2 separate regions of the Anser cygnoides genome follow, and region 1 is linked to region 2. The links are chromatin contacts, called in public Hi-C maps. All regions are on one chromosome and are shown on one strand. Each heading gives the region's core, a stretch centred on a gene start, on an enhancer-like site or on the middle of the called end of the contact. The rest is flanking DNA. Distances are from core to core; before and after follow the strand shown.

Evidence for each region. A called contact is a pair of places that touch in the nucleus more often than the background predicts.
Region 1: a Hi-C map of liver shows a contact between it and region 2, with 1.7 times the contacts expected there. The contact joins the enhancer-like site here to the promoter of DYRK1A in region 2. A contact is called at or near these places in 4 of 7 Hi-C or Micro-C datasets (granulosa cells and liver).

Annotation. Positions count from the first base shown.
Region 1 is chr1:115,269,607-115,276,454 of Taihu_goose_T2T_genome, reverse strand. All of the region lies in intron 2 of DYRK1A (dual specificity tyrosine phosphorylation regulated kinase 1A), which reads right to left. Among named protein-coding and RNA genes, the nearest start is that of DYRK1A, 56 kb to the right of the region's middle. Within about 2 kb of position 5,239, at least 2 of the 3 cell types and tissues checked have open chromatin away from gene starts, as enhancers often do. A contact at or near this core is called in liver, where this site is marked.
Region 2 is chr1:115,213,448-115,219,357 of Taihu_goose_T2T_genome, reverse strand. It overlaps DYRK1A (dual specificity tyrosine phosphorylation regulated kinase 1A), which reads right to left and starts at 2,400. Exons shown (of 12, transcript XM_066978717.1): 1 at 2,380-2,400. LOC106036124 (a long non-coding RNA gene) reads left to right here and starts at 2,725. Exons shown (of 3, transcript XR_010825455.1): 1 at 2,725-4,222; 2 at 5,723-5,864.

The DNA.
Region 1 (6,848 bases), core at 3,990-6,489, 54 kb before region 2:
CAGATTATATATCAAATTCATATACAATAATAAAAATCCACATACATTCACAGTGTTTCATGTTCCTTTTCCAAACATGGAGGGTGACCAAACATAAGCCAGTAAGAAGTAGCATACAATGCTGAAAACAATTACATACTAACTACAGCCAACTCCAGGCTCTAAACATTAGAACTAAACCTCCAGAGATGTAAAATGACAAATAAGCACCATCAAAAAGGTCAAGAAAAGCAATCAGAAGATAACTTCTCTTCCGCACTTAAATAGAGAATAATCCACATATATTCCCAGACGCATTAGGTCTGGGTATAACTTTATCCTCACCAAACGATCTTTTTTCCAGGTGTCTTCTACAAACCTGCAGCCTCTTCTGACAGTTGCCATCAAATAAAGAGGTGGCAGTCCCAACAGCTGAGGCAAACTAACAGCTTATTGCCAAAAAACAGATGCCCTGACACCTTTATCGAGGTACTTGGTTATGTCCCTAACTCCAACACTTGTTACAGACTTCCATGAAGCAACTCAACTCACTACCCCAGAGGAAGGGAGAGGGGCGAAAAAAAAGATACTAGCATCAAATTATTCACCCCACCCCAGCTGTTCCAAGGCGTGTTGTGTTGTGGTTTTTTTTTTCACTTCCAGATTAGACAATGAACTGAGTAACAGAAAAAAGTCAGAGGGTCATGCTGCCATCCAGTGAGAACCCAACATGCTGAAGAAACAGGCTGGCAGCAAGAAGTAGCGATGCCAACAGATTGAGAGAGGTGATGCTCGGATCCGGTTCAAGACCAGCTAAGGAACGTGAAGGTGCACAAGTCCATGGGACACGATGAGATACATCCGTGAGTTCTGATGGAATTATTTCCAGATCCTCCTGGAAAATATGCGAAGGCATATGGAAAATAAGGAGGTGATTGGTGACAGTCAACATGCCTTCACTGAGGGCAAATCGTGCCTGACAAATCTAGTGGCCTTCTGCAACTCATGTCATCTACTTGACTTGTGCAAAGCATTTGATGCTGTCCCGCATTAGAGCCTTGTCTCTAAACTGGAGAGACATGGATTTGACAGCCGGACCACTCAGTGGGTAAAGAACTGGCTGGATGGTCACACTCAAAGAGTTGAGGTCAATGGCTTCATGTTCAGGTAGAGATCAATAATAGGCGGTGTTCCTCTGGGGTCAGTGCTGGGACCAGAGCTGTTCGACACCTTTGTTGGTGACATGGACGCTGGGATTGAGAGCACCCTCAGCAAGTTTGCCAATGACACCAAGCTGTGTGGTGTAGTTGACATGCTGGAGGGAAGGGATGCCATCCAGAGGGAGCTGGGCAGGCTCAAGAGGTGGGGCTGTGTGAACCTCATGGAGTTCAACAAGGCCAAGTGCAAGGCCCTGCACATGGCCTGGGGCACTCCCAAACATGAACACAGCTGAGCAGAGAACGGATCAAGAGCAGTCCTGAGGAGAAGGCCCTGGGTGCATTGGTCAATGAGAAGCTAAACATGAGCCAGCAATGTGCACTTGCAGCCCAGAAAGCCAGCCGTATTCTAGGATGCATCAAGAGCAGCATGGCCAGCAGGTCAAGGGAGGTGATTTCCCTCTTCTACTTTGCCCTTGTGAGACCCCACCTGGAGTGCTGTGTTCAGCTCTGGGGTCCCCAGCACAAGAAGGGCGCAGAAATGTTAGAACATATCCAGAGGAGGGCCACGAGGATGATCAGAGGGCTGGAGCACCTCTCCTGTGAAGACAGGGCTAAAGGAATTGGGGTTCTGAGGGAATTGGGGTTGGTCAGCCTGGAGAAGAGATGGCTCTGGGGCGGCCTTCCAGGACTTAAAGAGGGGCTATGCGACACCTGGCAGAGGACTCTTTATCAGCAACAGACAAGGTGTAATAGATTTAAACTAGAAGAGGATATGTTTAAATTAGATATAAGGAAGAAATTCTTCACTCTGAGGGCAGTGAGGCCCTGGCACAGGTTGCCCAGAGAAGCTGTGGATGCCCCATCCCTGGAGGTGCTCAAGGCCAGGCTGGATGGGGCTTTGGGCAGCCTGGTCTGGTGGGAGGTGTCCCTGCCCATGGCAGGGGGTTGGAACTGGATGATCCTTAAGGTCCCTTCCAACCCAAACCACACTACCATTCTAACATCCCTCCCCTCTACCCAGCATTGGTGAGGTCACACTTGGAGTGCTGGATCCACTTCTGGGCTCCCCAGTAAAAGAGAGACATGGACATACTGTAAAGAGTCCAACATAGGATGACGAAGACGATTAAGGCACTGGAGTGTCTACCCTCTGAGGAAAGGCTGAGAGATCTGGTACCCTTTAGCCTAAAGAAGAGAGGGCTCAGGGAGGATCTCATCAATGTCTGTAAATAGCTGAAGGGAGGCCATTAAGAAAATGGAGCCAGGCTCTTTTCAGCGGTGCCCAGCACCAGGACAAGAGGCAATGGGCACAAACTGGAGCACAGGAGGCTCCATCTGAACCTCAGGAAACAAACACTTCTGTACTGCACGGGTGACAGAGCACTGGCACAGGTTGCTCAGAGGTTGTGGAGTCTCCCACTTTTGAGGTATCCAAAAGCCATGTGGACATGGTCCTGGGCAACCTGCTTTGTGTGTCTGTCCCTGCTTGACCAGGATGTTGGACTAGGTGACCTCCAAAGGTCCCTTCCAGCCCCAACCATTCCGTGACTCTGTGCCACAAACGTCAGCACAAAATAAATGATAGGATTTCTCTCATTGAATCAGGGAAACATTAAATCAGCTCCCCTGTCATATGGGACTGCATATGAAAATCACCACAACAGTGAGATTGTTTCTTTGTATTTGTCACCCAACTCATTAAATATATACACTACTTTTTAAGGTGTGTATGTGACTGCCTTTGCCACTCTCACAGTTCAACCAAAGTATTCTGTTTAGGTATACCTCTACTGAAGGATGAAAACCACTGAACATTAGAAGAAGTGAATTTCCTTTGGTATTTCTTCATACCTACTTACCCCCCAACTAAAAATTAAAGACAAAAATAAACTATTGTGACACTTTTGACCTCATGAGTTATACAAGCTTCCTTCATGATTGACAAAAGCAACTTTCAGTGCAACAGCTGATCTTTATTTCTTTACACCAAGAGATACAGAGAATTCTCTATGTGATAACATAACCTTTGCAACAGCCTTAAAAATACTTCACTATCTACTGACTTCTGCAAAGTGAAGTAGGGAAAAACAATGAAAGTCACATCAGCATTTTATTTCATTCTTTTATAAGTGTAAACATAGTCATTCCCCATATGTGAGAACTTACCACCAACCTGCTATCTGGGTAACTGTTTCCTTGAAAATAACAGCAATTTCATAACCCCTTCTGTACATAGATCTTCTGCATTTGGCTTCCAGGCAGCGATTACTACTTCCATTGAATGCTTTAGCTGTTAGATAAAAACCCCACTGCCCAAGGTTCCCATCTCTTTGTTCAACTCCACTTCAAGAGGAGGCAGAATTTCTTACCATATTCAGAAAGCCAAGACTAGTAAAGCATGGCACAACAGCACTTATCCAACCGAAGTAATGTAGAACTAAAACTAAATTGGAAATGGGAATGTGGTGTGTGTGTGTTGCTGGACTGTGGAGTCATCTAATTTTGAAATATGAACATTTCAAACACCCTCTGCACAACTCACCTTATTTCACCCTTCCTCCTTTCTTCAACATTTACTCCACAAACATCACAGCCTTTACCTTAAATATTTTGACCTGCCTTTTACTTCCTCTCCCTTCTGCCTCATCCTCCCTTTCCCTACTCTCTGCTACCTACTGTTCGGGTCATTTAGCAATGTGCTGAGGTACTCCTTCTCAGTGGTAAGTTTGCAGTTGAATGAGAACATGCCGGAAAACACGACCAGAGTATAGAAGTGTGAACTGTATCATTCACCACAATGGGTAGTCTCATTTCCACGCTCAAAGTTCAAGAGCTTGTGGGTCTACACCACAGACCAAACATGGCAGCTCTTAATACCGTATGACTGGTTCATACTTCAAATCTGTGTCTTTCCAATCTCTGCAATCCCAGCTCAGATTAAGGCCTCCACCTCCTCATTATTTTTTTCTACTAATACGCGTTATGACCTCAGCAATTATTCAGTGCACCCCTTAGAAACAAGCCTGAAACACTGAGAAGATTGATCTCTGCTTTTCTTTAATACGCAGCCACCTCTGTGTTGTTAGCACACCCTAGAACAGGCAGTGAGCAATTAGCAATAGATACAAACATCTGTATCTTGAGAACTCTGTCCAAACGAACCCACATTTAAGACAAGTTAGACCTACCCTAGTTCTGCCTAAGCATAATAAATGTCAAACACTTGGGATTTTGTAGTTTAGATCAATCATCTTTTAAGCAATAGGCAAATGCCAACCTGAACTCTAAGTGAACTACTACTCTACCGAAGCACTGTTCTGCCTATTGTCCTCATGCACTACACTTAAAATGACCACATGAGAATTTGAGGGTACATGGATTTCACTCTGCTTGCTCTGGAATGAGGAAGGCTGTGAGAGAACCAGCAAACAAAGGGAAATTACCTGCAGCAGCAACTGCAGAACAAACAACGCCGTTATAAATATCCTTCCTCTAGAGGAACTATATTATTGTGGAGGAATTATATTATTAAGAATGGCTACTTCAGAACCTATTTTACAATAACTATTCAGTCTACTTCCCTGTACAGAAATGCCAAATGCTACCTTTGCTCAAAGCAAAATTAAGCCCTAAACTTAGGAACAACTGCATTCTCCAGTCCTGTTCGACAGGCCAATGCACCCAGGCCACCGAATCTTCTTGCTCGTGCTCTTTCCAAATGGAGCAAGCTGCAGCTAAGGCAAAGTGTTCAGAAGGTGATAAAAAATTACTTCTGGGTGCCATCTTTCCCAACAGCTTGCAGATCTTTGACATGACTTGTCGGCAATGTGTCTGGACATTTGGCAGAGGGGGAGCAAAAAAGAAAGGCCAAGAGTAGGCTTCATTAGTTGTTCGGACCTTGTTGTGCCTGCCTTGGCTATCCTCTGCCCTGGACAATCCGTGGCGGGATGCGGACTTTGGACAGGAATTATGTGCATGCACTCTATTGGTTTTGTGCCTGTACTTTCAAGGGAAGCTAGTTGACTCTGCTGTAGAAATACTGCGGCTAAGACCTGTGACTGGGAGAGACTGAGATATGTATCCTCTCCTCTACCACTTCAAAAGTCTGGTGCAATCAACCTAGAAAGACTAAATGCCCCTGCTCAATGTAATCCTCCCACAACAAGCAAAGAGAAGGAAATTCTTAAACTCATAAAGCTTTTTAATTGGAAAACAACAGAGACACTTATGATTTAATCCACTGGCAACACTATAAATCTGTTTCATTAACGTATAAATATTACTTTGAGTATACTCAAGAATTCTAGAACTAAGAAATTTTTGTGAAAGTAAAAATACTTTTTTTTTTTTTAAATAAATGAAACCAACGATCACCAAAATTCTCAAATAAAACCTACAGGAAATAAAGTACACTAAATTTCACAGTCAAAATCCTAAGCCCTGTGAGAACTCTGATTTGAAATTTCTATTGAGAAGCAGACTGCCTAAGAGCAAATCTACAACTCCTCAAGTAAACGGTGAGAACTGAACCTCTACGTGCAAGGACTTCGCACAGACCAGAAACTTGCACCTACATATGCACTTGATTGAAAGAACATTAAAACTGAAGATTAGTGTGCGCAGAAGTTCAGAAACACCAGAATACTTCCAGTTTTAATTTAGTCACTCTATATAAATAAATTATGATACTATCTAGCTACATGAATACCCTTATTTACTTTAAAAGGCGGAATGGAAGTAATGCTCACTGAATAGGCTGCTACACAATACAATTTATTTTCATTGTATTTAACTTAATATCCCTTGATACTCCTCAGACTGTGCCCAAATAAAATTATTGTCTGTATATATATTGTATATGGTAGTTGTTGTTGTACCTATGTAATTCATAATTTCTTTCTGCAGTATTCTTATGAGATTGGGTTTTATTCTACCTACAGAAAAACAAGGAGACATAGGTTAAAGACGAAAAGGTTTTGTGATTTGAAATTTCTGATTTCATATAAAGACTTTATAAATACTAGGAACATACATTAGTCAGTAAATCTGTTTAGCAGAGCTCTGGACAGAAGTTTTATAGGAAGTTTCAAAAATTTGGGAAAAGTAAGCCAAATGAGAGGTCTGAAAGAGATGTTCCTTTCTGCTCACATTCAGAACCAAGCAAGAAGGGGTGCTAGATTCATGCTGGACTAAGGACTAAAAAGAAGCACAGTTCTTTCAAACATCAGGGCACTAACATGGGAATTCCTTCACATATCAAAACAAAGATCCATTCAAATCAGTATCCTGTCTCTGAAAGTGGTCAACGGCAGTCATCTTGGAAGACAGCAACACGGCAAGCGGTTTGTGCCAGGCATGTTCTGCCAGCCTGCAGTCCAGGAATTATGTGAAGCAGAGTCTTTGTTACTAACATATTTTGCTCATTCTTTTCTTCTACGGATTTGCTGAACAACTTTTTGCATTTCAGCTTTTGGCATCCCATGGCAAAAGGCTCCACAGTTTACTCTAAGGCTGCATTAAGCACCACCTCCTTTTGCTTGTCATGAACCTGCCATTCTCACGCGATGGCCTCTGCCGAATAGTCACAAAAATTAAGGCTGCCTTCCTGCAAAGGGGCAACAATACAGATTAGCAGTTTTGTTTATTCTACTGTTGCAGGCCGGGTTTATTTTTTTAAGCTCCCTTTTGACACATCTTCATGTGATCCTC
Region 2 (5,910 bases), core at 1,151-3,650:
ATCGCATGTTAATTCCTAGTCCAAGTAAAACCCACATACTTTAAAAATTGATAAATTCCTGATTACTACGTCCTTATTTTACACAAGTGAGGGGATGCTACCCATAAATTGACACTGAGATAGAGAACGCTTGGCTGCTATTAGGTAAAATTATCCTTGTTGCTGCTTCTCTGTAACTGTCCAGCACGGGGGAGGGGATTCCAATGGCACCTCCTAAACCCACCTGAGTATTGATTCGGGAACTGATCACATAACAGACTTTCTTACCCCTTTGCCTGGGAACAATATTAAACTACTGTAATGTATAAATGTGTATGCAACAATTTCAGAGAAGGAATTGCCCTCTTTCTGTGATTTAAGATGACCATGCCCTGTATTCAATTTTGAACAAGTTGTTTAGTTCACTGAAAAAAAATCAACTCAATAAGCTTCAAAAACTTTGATACAATTTTTAATTCACAAAATAAATGTAAATTTATCACATGCATTCTACTTCAGATTGCAAATAAAGTGGCTCTGGTTCTAAATACTTCATATAAGCCAAAAACATTAAGCATAGCCTACAAAAGTAGTCTATATAGATACACACAGAGTTCACTAAATATATAGAGATAATAGTTAACAAATACTAGCTCATATTCAGAGTTATTTTCAGTGATATTATTCTAATTCTATAAAGTATAATTAATTTTCCAAAAATATCCAACCTACAGAGGTTGGGGGAGTACAGAAAAAGAGAAACAAGTTTTACCAAAACTTCTTTGGGCTACACTAATCCAAAGAGATAAGTTGAATTCTGCTCAGTTATTAGCAGATAACTAAGTACCACTACGAACAATATATTTGCTTATTTATCACGAGACATCATCGACGTGTTCTTCAGCTTTACCAATACAGTTATAAAACAAGTTGTTAACTTGTCCTCAGACAGGTCCCTACAACGCTATACCCATGTAAAAGTGACTATGTATACCTACTGGCCAAAGTTGTTACCACGCTCTCATTGGGATTAAAACAGTAGGTTGTCAAAACCACGCTTGTTGATTTATTTTGTAGCCAGATATTCTGCCTTTGTTAATTTTAAAGAACAATGAATGTTTATTTCCCCCAATGACTGTGGAGTAATAGGAGAACTAAGTAACAGCAGCAATCTAGACACACGATCAAAGAACCCCTACATAGTCCTTGGACGGACTAAACCGAGAACTTCAAAGCTGACTGCGATTCAAAAATGCACCAATTTCGAAATTTCAAATTACGGGACTTCTAATTGTGCTTTCTGACGCTGCGGCGGCGGGAGGGAAAGCCTCAGACGGGCTCCCTCTTTTCCTAAAAGCCCCGTCAGCCAGCCGCTCAGCCCCAGGAGCCCTGTGCGTACCTACGCCCAAGCGCTTCACCCTCTCTCCCCCACCCGGCGGGGTGACAGCACCCTGAGCCAGGCTCGCAGCCCTCCTGCACCGGCCCCCACCACCCCCTGCAGCCGCAGGGGAGCCCCCCGAGGGCAGGCCCCCGCAGCCCGGGCCACAACAGGTGCCTGCCCAGCTGATGGCCCGGCTCCTGCCGCCCCCCGCTCCCGCCCGCCCACCGCAGGGCGTTGCGCAGCGGGGCCGGGGGATCCCGGCGAGCTCCCTTCCTCCGTATCCCCGGGCGCGGGGCCCTCCCGGCGGCTCCGCTTGCCCGGCTCGGCCTCTCCCGGACACCGAGAGGGGGAAAGGGCCGCGGAGGCCGCCGCCCGGTCCCGGCAGGGAAGGACGGAGGCAGGGAGGGAGGCCGGCCCCAACGCCCGGCGCGGCCGCGGGCCCCGCCGGCTCCGCTCGGGGTCTCGCCGGGCCCCCCGCGCCCTCGCCGCCGCCTCCTCCTCGTCCTCCGCGCCTAAGATGGCAGCGGGGCTGCCCCCCGCGCTGCGCCCCCCTCGGCCGCGCCGGGCCGGGCCGGGAGGCGGCCCCAGCCCGTCCCGCTGCGCAGCTCGGCGCCGCCGGCTCCGGGCGGCTCGCTTACCCGTCCGGGGGGCGGCGGGCCCCGCGCTCCGGCGCGGCTCCTCCCGGTCGCTCGCTCGTTCGCTCGCTCGAGGCCTCTCTCCTCGCGACGCCCGGCCTCGGCACACGGGGCCCCGGTGCGGCGGCGGCGGCGGCGGCGCCTCCCTCCCGGTCCGCAGCCCGGCCGCCCCGCCGCGCTCGGGCCCTGCGCGGCTCGGGGCACACGGCAGGCAGCGTCCCGCGGCGGGGTCTGCCCGCTGCGCGCCTTCCTCCCTGCGCGGCGGGCAGGGGGGAGGAGGAGGAGGAGGAGGAGGGGGCCCGGCCCGGCCCGGCGGGCGGATCCGCGGCGCTTCCCGGCCGGGCTGGGTTTTCTATCGCTCACAAAATGGCGCGCGTTCCAAACCTGCGCAGCGCCCGGCGGCGGCAACGGCGGGGCCCGGCCTCGCCTCGGATCGCAGCGGCTCAGCGGCGGCGGCGGCGGCCTGAGCCCCGGCCAGGCAGCGCGGGGACAGCGGCGGGCGGGCGGGGGGGAGGAGGAGGAGGAGGAGGAGGAGAGGAGGAGGAGGAGGGGTGGGGGGGGGAAGCGCAGCGCCGTACCGAGCCCCCGGGAACTCCTCGCTCCCTCCCTCCCTCCCCCGCCTGCCAGCCGCTACCTCCTCCCCCTCCCCGCTCCTCCTCCTCCTCCCTCTCCTCCCTCACGAACCGGCTCCGCTCCCCTCACGCCGCAGCCCCGGCCCGTGCCCACGCCGGGGGGCTCAGCTGCTCGCCTCACGGGGGGGGGGGGGGGGGGCGCAATTTATTATTTTTTATTAATTTTTTATATTTTCGGGAAGGTGCGAAAGGAAAAGGAAAAAAAAAATAACAATAATTATAAAAAAAAAAAACCACACCCGCGGTTCAGGCGGGAAGGTTTTTTTTTTTTTTTGAAAAAAGCTTTAAAAAAAAAAAAAAAGGTAACTGACAAAATGGCGGCGGGGCGAGCCCGTTGCCGGGGCAACTGTCAATCACCCGGCCCACCCCGCCCGGGCGGGAGACGGCGCTGACGTGGGGAGGGAGGGGAAGGGAAAGGGCGGGGCCCGCCGTTGCCCTGGCAACCGCTGCGGCCCCGCCCCCCGGCGGGTGACGCTGCCGGCCGGGATGGCCCCGGCGCGCCGGGGGGAGGGGCGGGGCGCGAGGCCGGTAACGGCTCTCGGTGGGGGGGGGGGGGGGAGAGGCGGCGCCTTCCCCGTCCTGAAGGGGGCGCTGGGCGGGCAGGGTTCTCTCACGGCCCCCGGTGCACGAAATAGCGGTGTTCCGCCCCAAAACAAGCCCCCGAAAGTTGCCTCGCACGGCGCGCTGTGGGTGCGTTCTGTGAGGAGAGTCCTGAGGGAGGGCTCCGAGTCGCAGAGCGGTTTAGGAGTCTGCACAACCAGCCCAAACCTTCACCGGGGCTTTATTTGCTATTGTTTTTATCGTTTGTTTCATAAATGCCCACAAGGGTCAAAAAAGTAGAGTACGGCCTTTATGTAATATTTTAATGCCGTCCTGTGATATTTTAATCGTTTTAGTTCACAGTCAGCCTCCTTGAGGAAATCAGGCCACATTACCAACACCTGTTCCATCAGCACTTTTTCCTCTTCTAATATCTTTCTCTCGGCTTAAAAAGTGAAATTAAATGGCCAAAGGTAGGGAGACAGGTACAGCGACAACCAAAGTCCCTCAAAAATCTAATCACCACTTTACAAATACAGTATCACAAGCAGTTCGACCAAGCTAAAAGCTTGCTGCTGCTGGAAATAGCAGTCCGCTGTCTCTCCACTTTCAGCCATTCAGTCCCCCTGCCTCTTTTTACATCAGAAACAAACTAATTGAAATGCCTAGCCACAAAATAAATAAATAAATTCGTATGGCTAGGATAAATGCTAATACTGAGGAGATCAGGAAGTGTGGCAGTGGGATCTGTGGGACAGCATAGCATTAAGTTAGATTAAACCACCCATGAAATTGCACCTTAAAGCCGTGGAAGGTGTCTGGGAGCACCGTGACTTAGGCAGTCATTTCTCATCCCCCTCAGCCCCCAGAAGATTGAGAGGTCACTTTGAGCCGCTTTTGACACTTCTCTCTCTACCTTAGAGTATGATCAGAAAGCAGTTCTCAGCCCAAGCTGAGGAAAGCCAACACCCACGTTCTGCTGGATGACAAAGGTGCAGAGTCACCTGCGTCTACCCAAGGACTCCCAAGTCAGCATCATCAGGTTTTGGCCTAAGGTACACGCACACGCTGTACATTACACTAAAATCTCTTTGCCGTTCTGTGTGAATGGGAACGTGCTGTGGCAGAGTAATTTCTCTGTTGCTCACCGTAGGTAACTACAGATCTCATAGAAACTTATTATACCAGTTACTGTATTACAGTATGTTACAGTATGTACCTTTTTTGGTGGTGGTGGTGTATTTTTGGTGTTGTGGTTTTTTTGTGTTTTTTTTTTTTTTTGCCGACACACATATTACCATTGTCTCATGCATTTGTGCACTTGTGCTCAATAGTCCTCTACTTTTATTTTGCTTGCTGTAACCAAGCTTGCTGAGATGGGAATGTGACAACTTGGGCCAAGTTAAAATGTCTTTTAAAAGGTGATGACCATTTTTTTCAAATCTACTTTCTTCTACTTTGTTCTACATAATAATGAGTTATCACATCTTACTTTTTTTTTTCTTTAGGAAAGAATGGACTGTCAAGAGGGGAATTGTTATATTATTTTTATTATCATTCAAAAAGCTCCTAAGGATAGGTTGACATTTCAGTGTCCCACTTTAAATCAGCAGCTTGTATATATTTCTCATGAATACAAAGATAGGCTCCTGAGAAATACTTGGTTTTCTCTTCCAAAAAGACAAACCTCTCATAAAGCTGAATATTTGGGGTCAAAAAGAACAATAATAAGTAGAATGATTTAGAAGAAAAAAAAAATTAGGAAAAAAGTACACACACACAAAAAAAAAAAAAAGGGAAAAAAAAAAGAGGAGGAAAGCATCCAGCATGGAGAAATAAGATTTGGGAGAAACATTATTTTCAACAGACTTGAGAAATAGGACAGATGTAAAAGAAAACAAAACAATATAAAAGTTTTCTTAGTTCAGTAGGTAAAAGGTGGCACAATCTGCAACTCTGAAAACACTGAATTACAGTATCCTAGTGGGACGGAAATTCACCTTACAGTCTACCCTGGTTGACTATTTTGCCTTTCCTTCTGTCTCTCTTTCAGTATAGTGAGAAATATAATCCTTCCTGTTTTCCATTTTTGTGGTGTTCATTTACATCTATGCTGTCAACAGATTAGACTTAGGACCAGTGCAGAAATGGTTGTAATTGGAAATTGTAATTGAATTGTAAAGGATCCAAAAGATCCCAAAGGTGCAGAGCTACCACAGGAAGCATGCTGTAGAAACAGGTTTTTTCACAGACTGATGGCTGTTATTAGTAGTATTGGGGGGCGGGGGGGAGCGATGGGGGGGGGAAACAAAGATTTTGTCATCTAAAGGAAAAACAAGAGGATATGGTACAACAGACAAATATAAAGTCATAAATAAATACTTGTATTTTCATATTTGCTTCCTCTTATCAAAGAAATAGAACTGAGATCAATAAATCAGAGGAAAAAGTTGAAAATTACATTCCTTTCATGCTTTGAGGTTTCTACTTAGTAAAGAATATTAAAGACTTGTTAGGTTTGCTTGTTCTGTAATTGTTTTCTTTAAAATTTCTAGTAGTGGAAACTGCTGCACCAGAAACAGTACTGAAGTGGATAGACTACTGGTGTGATAAACATGGCACTGATCATTTCAGAACCTTCCTCACTTCCTGCCAATTACCAGGACTTCGTATCTCAAGTGAGGAATCTCTACTCAGGTATGTAACTGGTGTTTGAACATAGCACGTTAGTCATTCAGCCCAG